4 separate regions of the Mus musculus genome follow, and all the other regions are linked to region 1. A link is a contact called in public HiChIP or PLAC-seq data. All regions are on one chromosome and are shown on one strand. Each heading gives the region's core, a stretch centred on a gene start, on an enhancer-like site or on the middle of the called end of the contact. The rest is flanking DNA. Distances are from core to core; before and after follow the strand shown. Region 1 overlaps Duox1 (dual oxidase 1). Region 2 overlaps Spg11 (SPG11, spatacsin vesicle trafficking associated). Region 3 holds the start of Sqor (sulfide quinone oxidoreductase). Region 4 has its middle 12 kb from the start of Mir147.

Region 1 (3,192 bases), core at 512-3,011:
CTGATCCAGCTCTACCAGTAAATATGTTCATCTTTGGCTCTTCCTCCTTCAACAGGTCCGAAAGATTGGAGTATTTAGCTGTGGTCCCCCTGGCATGACCAAGAATGTGGAGAAGGCTTGTCAGCTCATCAACAGGCAGGACAGGACTCATTTTTCTCACCATTATGAGAACTTCTAGGCCTCCTGCCCAGCAACTATGCCCACTACTGCCCTGCTGGGACAGCAGGGGCTTTGGCCTGTGCCTTAACCCAGTACTCATTTCTGGCCACCTCAGCCTTGGCCCTTCCCACCTGCCAACTTGGTTGGTCCAAGTAGCCTCGCTCAGGCATCATGTGTAGGCTCAGAGATCTCTAGGGCCAGAATGTGTCTTGAGTTTGTCGAAGGAGCACTGTTTAAGAACTATAGGTTCAGAAGTAGGGGAGCTTTTGGGTTGAGACAAAGTGAGAATTAAGCAAAAACTTGACAGTAGACAACCTGTCAAGTTTTTGAAAGTGAGTCTGAGTGATAGTATGGATGCTGGCGTCTTCAAGTCCTCTTCACTGTGTTCTTCCTCTCTTCAAAATGGTTGGGAGATGTCTTAGAGTAGCCAGGGGCAACTTACAGAAACCCTCAGGACCAGCCTAACTGAACAACTGATCTCTCAAAATGTAAAATGTAGTCAGACCTTTCTGTGCCCACTAACCGCCTGGAGCAGTGCCCCTCAGCCCCATCTCCCTCTTCTAGTGGTCTGTTTTGCAAATAAACGGTGTTTCCCCCTTTGGAGTTTCTTTTTTGCTGCCTTAGGTCAAGGTGGAGCTAAGGAAATCATCCACCCAGTGGGCTTTGCCACGGTGGTCCAGGCATCTCTCCAGTATCTACTGAATAAAAGCAGCGAAGACTGAAAAGCCCTTCCTCACTCTGGTGTTAGGCTGCTGACAGCGGATCACAAGGACAGAGAGGAGTCCTCAGGGAGCTGCAGTCGGCCTGGCTTCCTCCAGGGCATCAGCTATTCTAGCTCTGCCCTGAGACAAGGTCTTCCAGGCAGCATGAGGAGATAGATGTCTCCTAACCCCTCTAGGCCTGTTTTCTCAGGTGCAAAATGGTGGGTCCTCTTCCTATCATTCAAAGGCAGAGCAACCTTCAGAGAGTTTCTGAAAAGGTGCCCAATGCCAAATGATCTATTCGGAATACCTCGTTTCTCAGATCACACATCCTCACTTTGGAGAAATTCCCAACTGATTCTAATCAGCGCTAATGCACCGCGGGCTTGGGTTGAGGCAAGCAAGGGGCCTCAGGTTGTCCTAAGAGGACAACCGTCCCGAGGGCGTCTGGCTCCCACAGAACCTGTCTGTGGAGCAGCGGGAAGGCCCCGGACCCACGGGGGTCGGCTGAGGTGCGTGGCCCCAGACCCGGCCACCAGAGGGAGCTAAGGGAAAGGGACACGGCGCGCCCAGCCAGCCAGCCAGGAGCGGGAGCGCGCCGCCTCAGGGAAGCGCGCCTCCCGCCCGCGTGGCAGCGCCATCCGCGCCGTCAGCCTGGCGCGCTGCCTCTTTGTCTCTCGGCGCCTCCCAGACAAACCGCTCGCTGCTGGCGGGAAGCCGGGCTCGCTCGGGAGCAATGGCAGGAGCGACGCGGCCTGGACGCCCCCTGCCCGGCGTGAGGTGTTTGGTCAAAGGAAGCGAGTGGATGCTCGGAAAGTGCTTTTCGCAGGCGGCCGGCGTCGGCTCCAGCCTCAATTTATAGTCGGGCTCGCTCCCCGCCCCCTCCCGGCAGCCCCTGGGCGGCGCCGGCAGCCGCAGCTCTGCCTGGCCGAGCCTCTGGCCCGGAGCCCGGGCGGCCCGCTGGGGACGGGGAGAAGGGAGGATGCGGAGGGTGGGTGGTGCGGGAGGGAGGTCGCCACTCCCTCCCTAGTGTCTGACTGGGGCGGGGAGACCCCTTCCTCCTCAGGCTCTCCTCGGTGCCCAGCTCCACACAGTCCCTTTATTCCAAGGCCCAGGATTCCCTCCCCTTTATAATAAATTAAGGAATCTTCAGCGCCTGCTAGATCCTAGGACAAGGGGAAGCCAGGTTTCTGACATCATGTCCTTGGTAAGAACCGCTGCCCCCGTGCAGGTGACAAGGACTGGGTCCAGGTCTATCATAGTGCCCTGGTCTCACATCTACAGAGTCCGGATGGCCACAGGGTAGAGCAGGGACATGTGTTCCGCTCCCTTAATGGGCAGCTTGCGGCTGGCATAGTGGTGCACGATTTCAGGGACGCTGCTGAAGGGTGGGCTGTTCTGGCCCAACACATACTTGTGTTCCTTAGTCCGGGACAGCTTCATGTGCATGAAGCCCTGACTGCTCCTAGGAAGAGAAAGAGATCCCGGTGACCAGGGGTTCTCCTCAGTCCCCTACTTCTACCCCGACTCTCCCAGCAAGTGTGATTCCAAAGCCAGCTTCAAGTGGGAGGTGGACAGAGACGGGATGGTGGGGGAGGGGAGGGGAGGGGAGGAGAGGAGAGGGTTGAGTAGGTAGCATGAGGCACTGGCTTTGTGGTGAGGACGCTCATTGTACCAAGAATGTGTGTGTGGTGAGTATACAGGGTGTGTGCTGGTGGAAAGTGGGGTGCCCCGCACCCTCCAATTCTGTGACCCTAGCCCATAGCCTTTGGCTAAGGCCAGTTTAACCCTACCTGGACTTTTGAGACCGATTCATACAGGTCAGGCTAGTCTGTGTCTCCACCTCTTAATTATAGGTGTATGCCAGTGTATGGGGTACTGAGCCCAGAACCCAGGGCTTTGGACAGACTAGCCAGCACCTTAGCAACTGACTACAGCCCGGCCTTATGCTCAGTTTCCCCTTCTTGAGCTATATGGCAGCACCAGTCTGTGGGTCTTACACCAAGTCAGACCCTCTCAGTCCAGCCAGCCAGCCCTTAGGCCTGGAGTGACATCATCTGGAGACTCGGTTAGCATTACCTACCCAGAGTTGGGTAGGACAGACAAAGGAATTATGGTGTGGAGGTGAGATGAGAGGGCATGGGAGCCCCCCAGCCTGGAGTCTGATTGCAACCTCTTTCCATCAGAGAAGAAGCAAGCAGTTCCAGCACAACCGACATCTGCGGCAAAGGCGGCTGACACAGACTTAATACGTCTTTTAAATACAAAGATTTTATGTTGAGCAGGTCTTAAGGCCTGAGTGTGTATGACCTTGTGGAGGGGCTCATTCTTT
Region 2 (3,061 bases), core at 72-2,571, 290 kb before region 1:
TTTAGGACAAACTTCTTGTACTTTCTGTTTCTCAACCAGCACAGAGCCACACACATCCTGTCTACTGTGGGAGTGAGAGGGTGAAGAAGTCTGTCTTTGTATGCATCACATTATGTGTAATGTTCAAGTTAGAAAGTAAAATCAGAAGGAACTCATGTTCAAGCCATTATTTATAGAGAGGAGCCAGGAACCCATGGAAGTTAAATATCTTGCTCTACCTTCCTGGGAAGACTCCACTGGCACGTCCCGCCTCCCTTTCAGACAGTGCTCCTTTGGGGATCCCCGTCTGGTGCATACCTTGGCAAGTTCATACAGACAGAGGACCTGCCGGCAGTAGTTCTTCCCATGGAGGCACTTGCTTATGAGAGTGTGGAGGTTCTGGGCTACCTCATCAGTGGGTGGTACCATCACAAATGACTGACTGTCCAAACTTGAAGCTGAAAGCAAACACAAGTCTGAGGAGAGCTCTAGGGTGTCCTCTCCCCATGACTTCAGCACTCTGAAAAGCTCCCTGAATTCAATTCCCATGATGCATCTGGGCCTGCAGCCACTTCTGACAGAACCCCACTTAAAACTTTCATCACCACCCTTCGGGAAATCCATCCATGATTTCAATAATCTCAGACCACCTCAGGCTTGAAGCTTTCTTCATGCTCTAGAGATCAGTATCAAGATGTCTGCTTCTAAATTCCTCACGTTGTATATATACTCCAGCAGGTCTGCTTATCTCCAAACATCTCTCAGGCACCTTGGTTCCTACTCTGAGAAGACAGAGCTCCTGCTCCCACCCCCACTCCCCTTTCTCCTTCAGATCGCTCCCCCAGTCTCACTCTTAGTCTCACAGCTCAGTGTGGAGTGCTTGCCCAGCATTTCTAAGGCCTTAGGTTCAGCCCCAGCACTGTCTGAAATGGGACACATGCTTCTTTACTTCTTGGTACCAGGAGAAAGTAAAAGTGAGTATGGAACACTTGCTGTCCTTCCCCTTTTGTCTCTGAGCATCTCATTTTTAGCTTTAAGTTCAACGTGATTCTCCTGCTTTAGCTTCCCTAGTGCTTAGATTACAGTTGTGAGCCACCATCCCTGTCTGTCGTAAAGCTTCGTTAAACTATGGTACAACCACTCAGTAGAATAATCTTAGCCTGTTGGTGCATCCTGACAGGAACATGCACGTGCTTGCTGGGCATGCGAAAATAACAAAAAGGCATTCTGAGAGCTTTGAGAAGACAGCATTGAATGTACTTTGGCAGCCTATATGAGTGGACTCTGTCATTTGGTACACTGAGCAGATCTAGTTCATGCAGTTGAGTGCTTACTTGGTATGCATGAAGCCCTGGGCTCCATTTCTAACTTCACATAGCTAGGCGTGGTGGCACACGCCTCTAACCCCAGCACTCTGTAAATTCAAGAGCACTGTCATTCATACAGTGAATTCCAGGCCAGCCCAGGATACAAATAAACAGAAAAAAAAAACCAGCTTAAGTCTAAAAACATAGTTTAAAAGCAAAGCATGGTGTGGGAGGGCAATCCTGGAATTCTAGCACTTAGAAGTAGGAAGATCTGGAGTTCAAGGTCAACCTTGGTTACTTAGGGCTAAGGGCTGTGTCTCAAAATACACACAACAAACCAACCCCAAATTAGACGGTGGTGAAGAAGGGGAAGGAAGGGCACAGCTCAGGCCACGTTGCTCCATCCGTCCTCCGCATGAGCACAGTTCTAGGGAGATGGAATAGGCTTGCTCCACTCTGTTCCTCTGCTGAGTTTCTGCCATATACAACCTAGACATGCAGCAGCTGCGTGAGGAGCTGAGAAGTAGAACTGCGAGCAAACTTAAGATGACCAGAACTGGTATCTCCCTAGCTAGGAATCTCTAGAAACCCAGAGCCGGGCCCTGAGGTGGAGGAGAGATACTGCAAGTGTGTGTACACAAGAGCACACAAGCTCTAGTGTCAGCCTAAGGCTGGAAGTGAACTCCTGTGCCCACTCTCCCCTGTCCTGGCACCCAAGCATCTATTGGCAGTGATGGTAGAGGCTTGGGTCAGCGGTTGGGAGGAGGTAAATCCTTTGTAGAGAGGACCCAGGTTTAATTCCCAGTACCCACATGGCAGCTCAGAACCGACCCTAACTCCTATTCCAGGGGCTCAACACCCTCTTCTGGCCAATAAGCGCACTGGATACACACATGGTACACAGTTAGACATGTGCTCTACAGTGAGTGCCAGGGCAGGCAGGGCTACATAGACCCGCTGTCAAAATGGAAGTGAAGGGCTGAAGAAATGGCTCAGCAGTTCAGAACACTCAGACTCCAGTTTGATTCCCAGAAGCCACACCGTGTTTCACAACTAACTATACTTCCACTGGATCCAATACTCTGTTCGGGCACCCTCTGCATGCACCAGGCACATGTGTGATGCACAGATATGTACACAGCGAAAACACGCATGCACTTTTTTTCCTTAAAAAAAAAAACCAAAACCAAACCAAAACAAAAAAAACCCAACAACCCACAATAAAGGAACCCAAATAAGTAACCCAAAAAGCAGGAAATTCAACATTTCTTCTACCGAACTACTGCAACTCATCCCAAAAGATAACCTCTATAGTTAAAGAAAAGGAATTCATAATTTTAAATATTCTAAAGTAAGTATCCAGATTCAGATGAGTCTACTGGTAAATTCTACTAAACATTTAAGTTAATAACATTAAGCCAGCATGGTGGCTCATGCCTCAATCCAAGCGCTTGGACTGAGGCAGGGAGACCACGGCTCCAGCATCCTCCTCAGATACACAGGGAGTCAAAGGTCAGCCTAGGCTACATGAGATCTTGGGAGGGACTGGGGAGTAGGGAGGTGTATGAGAAAGATCTTGTACAGAAAATAAAAGACAGTAATAATTTCCAATTTATGAAACCAGTATTATCCTAATTTTTAAAAGGGAAAAACAGACAAAACATTTTTTTTTCTGAGACAGGGTTTCTCTGTGTAGCCCTGACTGTCCTGGAACTCACTCCTTAGACCAGGCTGGCCACGAACTCAGAAATCCACCTGCCTCTGCCTCCCAAGTG
Region 3 (3,220 bases), core at 400-2,899, 420 kb after region 1:
TTTCCCATCTCCCTGTCTGCACACTCACTACTCTGGAAACCTCATATGGATGGGAATCAAGTGTAGGTCCAGACAGTAGCAGCCACAGGGCTCACTTGACATTCAGCGGACAAGATGGAGAATAACCATCTGAGGAAAGAATGACTGGGCTGGCGAGATGGGTCAGCAGGTAAAGATGCCTGCCTGGTTCTAAGCCCGATGGTCTGGGATCCATCTGTTGGAGGACAGAATTGACTTTGGGAAGTTGACCTCTAACTTCCACCTGTGCCTCATGACACACATGTACACGTGCACACATGCACACTAAATAAGTAAATAAAATATTATAGAAAGAAAAAGGGGAATGCCAATGGAGTAACTTCTCAGTCTTAATGTCTGATGGGCAAGACACTGATGGAAAGAAGGGACTTCAGTGGGGTAATAGAACGATACATAGATGCCCCAGCGTGTGGGAACTATTCAGGACACGGCTTCCAACTCGATTCTCCAGCCATAGACCTCCAAACACCCTGCAAACAGACTGCCCTTGATTCATTCACAGGAACCAGGACTTCTTAATGAGGATGGAGAGGAAGGAGAGATGAAGAATAGTACGAATTGCTTTGGAAATATGTGTGTAGAGTTTTGCTTTTGTCAAAACTTTGGGCTACAATTGTTGGCACTTAGAGGGTGGAAATCAGGGTTATGTTCAGTACTATACAACAATTAACTGTCCTGAGGCCTGAACATTTTTTTCTGGTGCCCCGCCCCTTGCCTCAACTCTCAAGTATGTGAAACATTTTATTGATAAAATAAATTCAGTTTTAGTTTAGAGTATGGCAGACATTAAGGATTATTTTTACATAGTCTTAATACGCTGTTTCCAGCAATAGCTTTATCAGTAAATACAGATCACATTTGGTTTTGTTTCCAAGTTCTTTACCAGACTTACCTGTTGCTGCACAAAGTCACGGAAAATTACTAGGGAGGCAGTGTTGCAGGTGCAGGTGCCAGCAAGTGCCACCAGGCTTACCATCAAACCCGTAGTCCCTGTTTGCGACCAAGCAATTTTTCTATAGATCCTTCAGAGTGAAGACAGTTTGAAAGAAGTGACTCAAAAACTATTAAAATGCATATAATCAAACAAGTGCGAAAGAAACTTAGTTATGCTTAAAAAAAAAGTTGGTGGCATTTGCGTGTTCTTTGAGGTTTTTTTTTTTTTTTTTTTTTTTTAAGTTGAGGCCTTAGCAACTTTTAGGAACTGTATTTGTTTTAACACATGAAGCCGCGGTCTCTGGCTTGTGCCTTCAAACAGTCAGTCCTTAGAAGGGGCAGAACAGTGACTTGTCAGGCACCAAAAGAACAACTCCTAGGAGCCAGCAGGTTCCAGGGGAAGGTGCCGCGCGGTTCTGAGTAGAGGTGGCCTTGTCTGCACCCCAGGCGTAAGAAAAGCGTCTAGGCTGCGTGGGGACAGTCGCAGGACATGGGGAGCAAGGATCACCCATACCACCCATGCCTCCGGTGTCCGTGCCTGCTCCAAGGTGCGCATTCCCCTCCGGGTTTGTTGTTGGGTAGCGCCCTGGCGGCCTTTCCTCCTCCGGAGGTTGGGGGTGTGGGGGTGGTGGCTGTCCCCGCCCCTGGCCTTTGCCTCCCCGCCCCGGCGGCCAGGCGGGGCTATGCGAGGCCAGCGCTCCAGCGCCACAGTAGTTTCTGCTGCGCCAGCGCTGGGGCCCACGGTGTCGCTCAGCCCGGTAAGACGCACCCCACGACGCTGTTACCCTCCTATAGCCGCTCGCTGTCGCCCACCTCGGTTCTGTCTCCGCGCTCCCGGCCGCCCTTCTTCTTTTCCAACCCCTGACAGACTCCCCTTTGGTCTGGGACTCGGTGGACTTCAATGCTTTCTCCTTAGTGGCCCAGCCTCAGCGATGCAGAGAGGATGGCCCTGGCACCCTCTCCACCCACACAGCTTGGACGTGTGGTCTCGGTGCGTGGGAATTTCAGAAACGTTAGTTCCACTTGTTGTCTGTCACTCAGCACCTTGCCCTGCCTGCCGGGTGGGTTGAGACTGGCATTGATCTGGGGAGGTACCCAGGGCGCTGGGGGTGGGAGGTGGTCAGCGGAGAAGCACAGGCCAGGCTGATTGGCAATTAGTACAAGGGAGAAAAGGCTCTTTGGTGAAACTTTTCACCTTACTTTTACTTACTTCTCCGAGAGCCACCCCAGCTTCTAGGGCTCACAGACTGAAGCTGAGTCAGAGAGTTTGCACAGGCTGTAAACCTCTCCTCTGTAAACACAGCTTTCTGATCCTTTTTTTTTTTTTTTAAAACCTGCAGCTACCTCTGACAGTTCTGAGTTTGGGGGAAAACTAAGGACTCTTTCTTAGAAGATTTCCCTTTTTGCTTTAAACTTTATTATTTTATTTCATGTGTATAGTTAGTTCGTTTGCATGTATGCCTAATGCCCTGGAACTGGGGTTATAAGCTTTCATCTGGGTGCTGGGAACTGAACTCAATTCCTCTGGAAGTAAGCCCTCCGTAAGAGCTCTTAACCACTGAGCCATCTATCTCTCAAGAGACTTTTAAAAACATAAAATTTAAGGCAGGCTATGATGAAAGAAAACAGCCACTAAAGTATTTAAAAGAATGCCATATAAATTTAAAAAGCAAATAACTATTATAATTTTGAATAGCTCAGAATATAGAATTCAAGATATAGGCACTACCTGTAAACACATTTCTAAAACATCATAAATACTGCTAATATTGCTGTGGCCAGCTGCCTACACAGTCCTTGAAGAGAATGTTAAATTTCAAGTAGACATCAGTGGAAGGTGAAGATTTTTTTTTTCTTTCATTCAGATGAATGGACCTCAATTTAGATAGATACCCTGTTAGCAGAAAGGGTGTTGATTACTTGTTAGGCAACTTAGCTTCTTGGGTTTAACACTTTCTTGAACTACCACTATGTCCTCTATCCCCAGCTTCTTTGGGCATCTGCTTTTCCTAAGGAAGAGAATGAGAAAAGCCCGGCACTCCTCCCCCAAGCCTAATGCCTTCTCACAGGTGAAAAGCATCCCTACTGAACTTGATGCAGAGGGATGCGGTAGGTAAAACGCCCCCCCCCCCCAACCTTGTCTGATACTGGCCTTTACATCCCTAAATCTGGTACATAAAAGGTCTGCTGGATGACATGGAGGTGGTTGCTTGTGAAGGCATCTAGGAGACAGCTGGAAGCTTGGGAA
Region 4 (3,042 bases), core at 308-2,807, 300 kb after region 1:
CCTTTTTCTTTTCACCTTGAGATTTCTGGGGAAATTCCAATAGCAAGGGCTCTATTATTTCAATAGCCTAATTACCAAGGGGAGGAGCCCTTACGTGACAAGACACTTCTTTAGAGTGTCTTCTCAGGGCAGAGGGCATAAAACAGCTGATAGCTGCTGGGAAACTGAAGGAGTTTACTGCATGGGATTTTTCACATCAGGAATGAAGTGGGAGAGACTGAAAACGCAGATTATTATCATAAGCCACAAAGGAAGCAGACAAGGAACTTAAGCTAAAGACGGAGATGATACTTCAGTAGAGACATGGCTGTCACAAGCAGAGGTGGCAGGTATGCATTGATAGAGACTTTGAAGACCAAAGATCAATGCCAGCAGTCCACAGGAGAGCCATGATCAGCCAAAGCAATGGCAGAGGAAATGGGTGTGTGTGTGTGTGTGTGTGTGTGTGTGTGAGAGAGAGAGAGAGAGAGAGAGAGAGAGAGAGAGAGAGAGAGAGAGAGAGAGAGAGAGAGAGAATGCATTGGAATGGCCAAGGAAAAATCAGAACTAGACCCCACCTCTAAAGACTCCCCAGCACCATGCAGGGACCAAGGGACATACAGCCACCGAGGGACACTTCCCAACACCACAGCAAAGGTGTGCACCTGAGAAAAGAAGGCTTCTAGGCTGTCATTGGTCTCTTAGCACTCCAATATGTTGAGGCTACAGTGATAGAAACTAAGGTGATCAGGAGAAAGGGGAACTGAGCAAACCAGGAAGAGATCAAGGAGAGACCCTCTATCTCTGTGGCTGGCAGGATTAATATCATCAGCTATGAGTCCTAAAAAGTGCCTAGGGCAGCTTTGGAGGCTGAGCCTTAGAGGGAACATCACCTTGCCCTTACTGGTGAAGACCTACAGGCCTTGCCTGGCTGGCCCTAAGGTCTTTCACACCAGCCTGGAACCTCACCCTGTACTGGTCCTGGGAGACCTCAGGCAGTGGAGGAACTGGTAGTGGGGAAGGATATCCTCTCAGGGTCCCAGCCCCAAGAAAGGCCTGGGCAGGACCTGCTCTATTGCCCTTACACATTGGGCACACTGGGTGTGTCCTCCATAGCCAGAGGGGAGTTGGAAAATTCAGACGCCCATGGTGGTAAGTTTCGGTAGATGATGCTTTGCATAACAAAGATACCTCTCCTATTCCTAAATTCCCTTTGAGGATGGTACCAGGGCTAGCACTTGGGAGATGTGTTTCCTCTCATTGAGAGACTTCTGAGAATCACTTGGCTAAGCCTGAGTTCAGCACTGACTAAGCCCCAGGCACCTTCCGGAGCATACTTTAAACAGCACGTCACCCTTTCTTCCTTTCTGCCAGACCTAAGGCAGGCAGCCCTCGGCAGAGAGCTCTTGCCCACTCTTCCTCTACTGAGAAGTGGGTGCTCTGCCCTTCTCACTGAGACCTGTGACCCTCAGCGCTGGGCTGGGATTGGGAAGTTCAGTGTAGCCAGCTCTGAGTTCTCCCCTCACACCAAACTTCCTGCTTCTCTGGATTTGAGTCACCGCCTGCCTCGGAGCTCACCGCAGGCTTGTTCTGGTCTTGAGGGCAGGATGTTCTCTACAGCTTCAACCCCATGATAGGAGGAAACAGCTGTCCCTGCCGCAAGTCTCGGTCACAGGAAGGAAAGGTGAGTGCACCGAAGCAGAGGCAAGGGTCACAGTTCACAGCTGTCCTCAACGTTCACTTCTAAGATCCTCATTTTCTTTCCTTTCCTACACACCTCCTCTTTATTACAGAGGACCCAGAACACGGAATGTGATTAATGGTGAACACTTGTGAAGTTTTCATACTGCAGCCAACCTCTGCCATCTGTAATCACAAGATCTTCAGATAGCTTCGGACTCAGTGGATATTTAAACAACAGACACAGGCCACGTGTAAGTGATCAATTGACAGCACAGACTAGGTCTTCACAGAGCTTTGGCCTCAGAGTGGAAGAAATACTTTCCCAATAGCACACAGAAAGTTAGTTATAAGGCTATGGGAGGAAAGAGACAGGACCAAACACACAGACAGCAGGTGCCACTGGGCCCAAAGCAGGCGTCCACCCCCTACCCCTTCACCCCACCCTCACCCCATCCCCCACCCCCACCACAGCCGGTCTGAACAGTGGTTCGGAGGGGGCTCCTCTCTCAGCAGACAACTCAGTGTTGAGAACGACGTGAACATCAAGATAAACTAGCTTGAGATCATATTATACGCAACCCAGTTCTCAAAAACAAGTCAGAGTACGAAGCCACTATAGAGTCATAGGGAAACAGAAGTATATCTGTTCAGCTTTGCTGAGTGCAGTCTGGCAGCCTGTGTACAGGGCCACGGTACCCTGATGGCCCACTGTGGGAAATATTCCCAACAAAGACACAGTGGTGTTGGGAGCAATGTGCTTTTAAGGAGAAGAACATGAAGGAAAACCACCTGATATTAAAATATGAACGAAGAATCTACGGCTGTGTGAAGTGTACCCATTAAAAATGGCAAGGATGTGTGGCATCCTGCAGGTGAGGGGTAACCAGATAGCAGAGGCCAGGCCAGGAAATGCTAGGGCATAGCTTATGTTCACTAACATATGGAAAACTGCAAGTTTAGAGCTGTATAGGGTAGAGACTGTAATGTGTAAATATACTTTTATGCTCACAACTAATTTTTGGAGTAATTCCAAGTGTGTAAAAGTTATAAAAAGAACTTTCACACTCCCCACTAGATTTCCACCATAAATGTTTTACACCATTTTTCTTATAATTTTCTGTCATTATCTATCTATCTATCTACCTATCATATCTATCATCATCTATCTATCTATCTACCTATCATATCTATCTATCATCATCTATCTATCTATCTACCTATCATATCTATCATCATCTATCTACCTATCATATCTATCTATCTATATCTATCTATCATCATCTATCTCTATCTATCTATCTATCTATCTATCTATCTATCTATCTATCTATCTTCCTGTCTACCTGCCTACCTATCTTCCTGTCTACCTATGTGTAAGTG

What was found. HiChIP or PLAC-seq counts read pairs in DNA pulled down with a chosen protein or histone mark.
Region 2: an H3K27ac HiChIP or PLAC-seq map of microglia shows a contact between it and region 1, with 6 times the contacts expected there. The contact joins two enhancer-like sites. A contact is called at or near these places in 6 of 115 datasets of contacts at active chromatin or transcription factors (embryonic stem cells, large pre-B cells, microglia and 1 more).
Region 3: a FOXA1 HiChIP or PLAC-seq map of pancreatic cancer cells shows a contact between it and region 1. The contact joins the promoter of Sqor here to the enhancer-like site in region 1. A contact is called at or near these places in 3 of 39 promoter capture datasets (cranial neural crest, hippocampal neurons and pre-B cells), 1 of 15 datasets of contacts at CTCF or cohesin (large pre-B cells), 3 of 484 Hi-C or Micro-C datasets (Th2 cells, olfactory sensory neurons and uterus), 8 of 115 datasets of contacts at active chromatin or transcription factors (the 230-238 cell line, bone marrow-derived macrophages, embryonic forebrain and 4 more) and 4 of 9 other capture datasets (adipose tissue, embryonic stem cells, liver and 1 more).
Region 4: a contact with region 1 is called in an H3K4me3 HiChIP or PLAC-seq map of bone marrow-derived macrophages, with 3 times the contacts expected there. The contact joins two enhancer-like sites. A contact is called at or near these places in 6 of 39 promoter capture datasets (the C10 cell line, the HPC-7 cell line, embryonic stem cells and 2 more), 1 of 15 datasets of contacts at CTCF or cohesin (large pre-B cells), 5 of 115 datasets of contacts at active chromatin or transcription factors (bone marrow-derived macrophages, double positive thymocytes, embryonic fibroblasts and 1 more) and 1 of 9 other capture datasets (liver).

Annotation. Positions count from the first base shown.
Region 1 is chr2:122,347,215-122,350,406 of GRCm38.p6, forward strand. Duox1 (dual oxidase 1) reads left to right here. Exons shown (of 33, transcript NM_001099297.1): 33 at 56-758. The coding sequence ends at 178. It overlaps Shf (Src homology 2 domain containing F), which reads right to left. Exons shown (of 7, transcript NM_001374011.1): 7 at 1,678-2,325. The coding sequence ends at 2,139. Among named protein-coding and RNA genes, the nearest start is that of Shf, 20 kb to the right of the region's middle. Within about 2 kb of position 1,762, at least 251 of the 459 cell types and tissues checked have an H3K27ac peak or open chromatin away from gene starts, as enhancers often do. A contact at or near this core is called in the HPC-7 cell line, Th2 cells, adipose tissue and 15 more, where this site is marked.
Region 2 is chr2:122,060,625-122,063,685 of GRCm38.p6, forward strand. Spg11 (SPG11, spatacsin vesicle trafficking associated) reads right to left here. Exons shown (of 40, transcript NM_145531.2): 31 at 298-437. Among named protein-coding and RNA genes, the nearest start is that of Eif3j1, 34 kb to the left of the region's middle. Within about 2 kb of position 1,322, at least 18 of the 459 cell types and tissues checked have an H3K27ac peak or open chromatin away from gene starts, as enhancers often do. A contact at or near this core is called in microglia, where this site is marked.
Region 3 is chr2:122,763,710-122,766,929 of GRCm38.p6, forward strand. It overlaps Sqor (sulfide quinone oxidoreductase), which reads left to right and starts at 1,650. Exons shown (of 10, transcript NM_001162503.1): 1 at 1,650-1,730.
Region 4 is chr2:122,650,989-122,654,030 of GRCm38.p6, forward strand. No RefSeq gene overlaps it. Among named protein-coding and RNA genes, the nearest start is that of Mir147, 12 kb to the left of the region's middle. Within about 2 kb of position 1,558, at least 165 of the 459 cell types and tissues checked have an H3K27ac peak or open chromatin away from gene starts, as enhancers often do. A contact at or near this core is called in the HPC-7 cell line, bone marrow-derived macrophages, double positive thymocytes and 2 more, where this site is marked.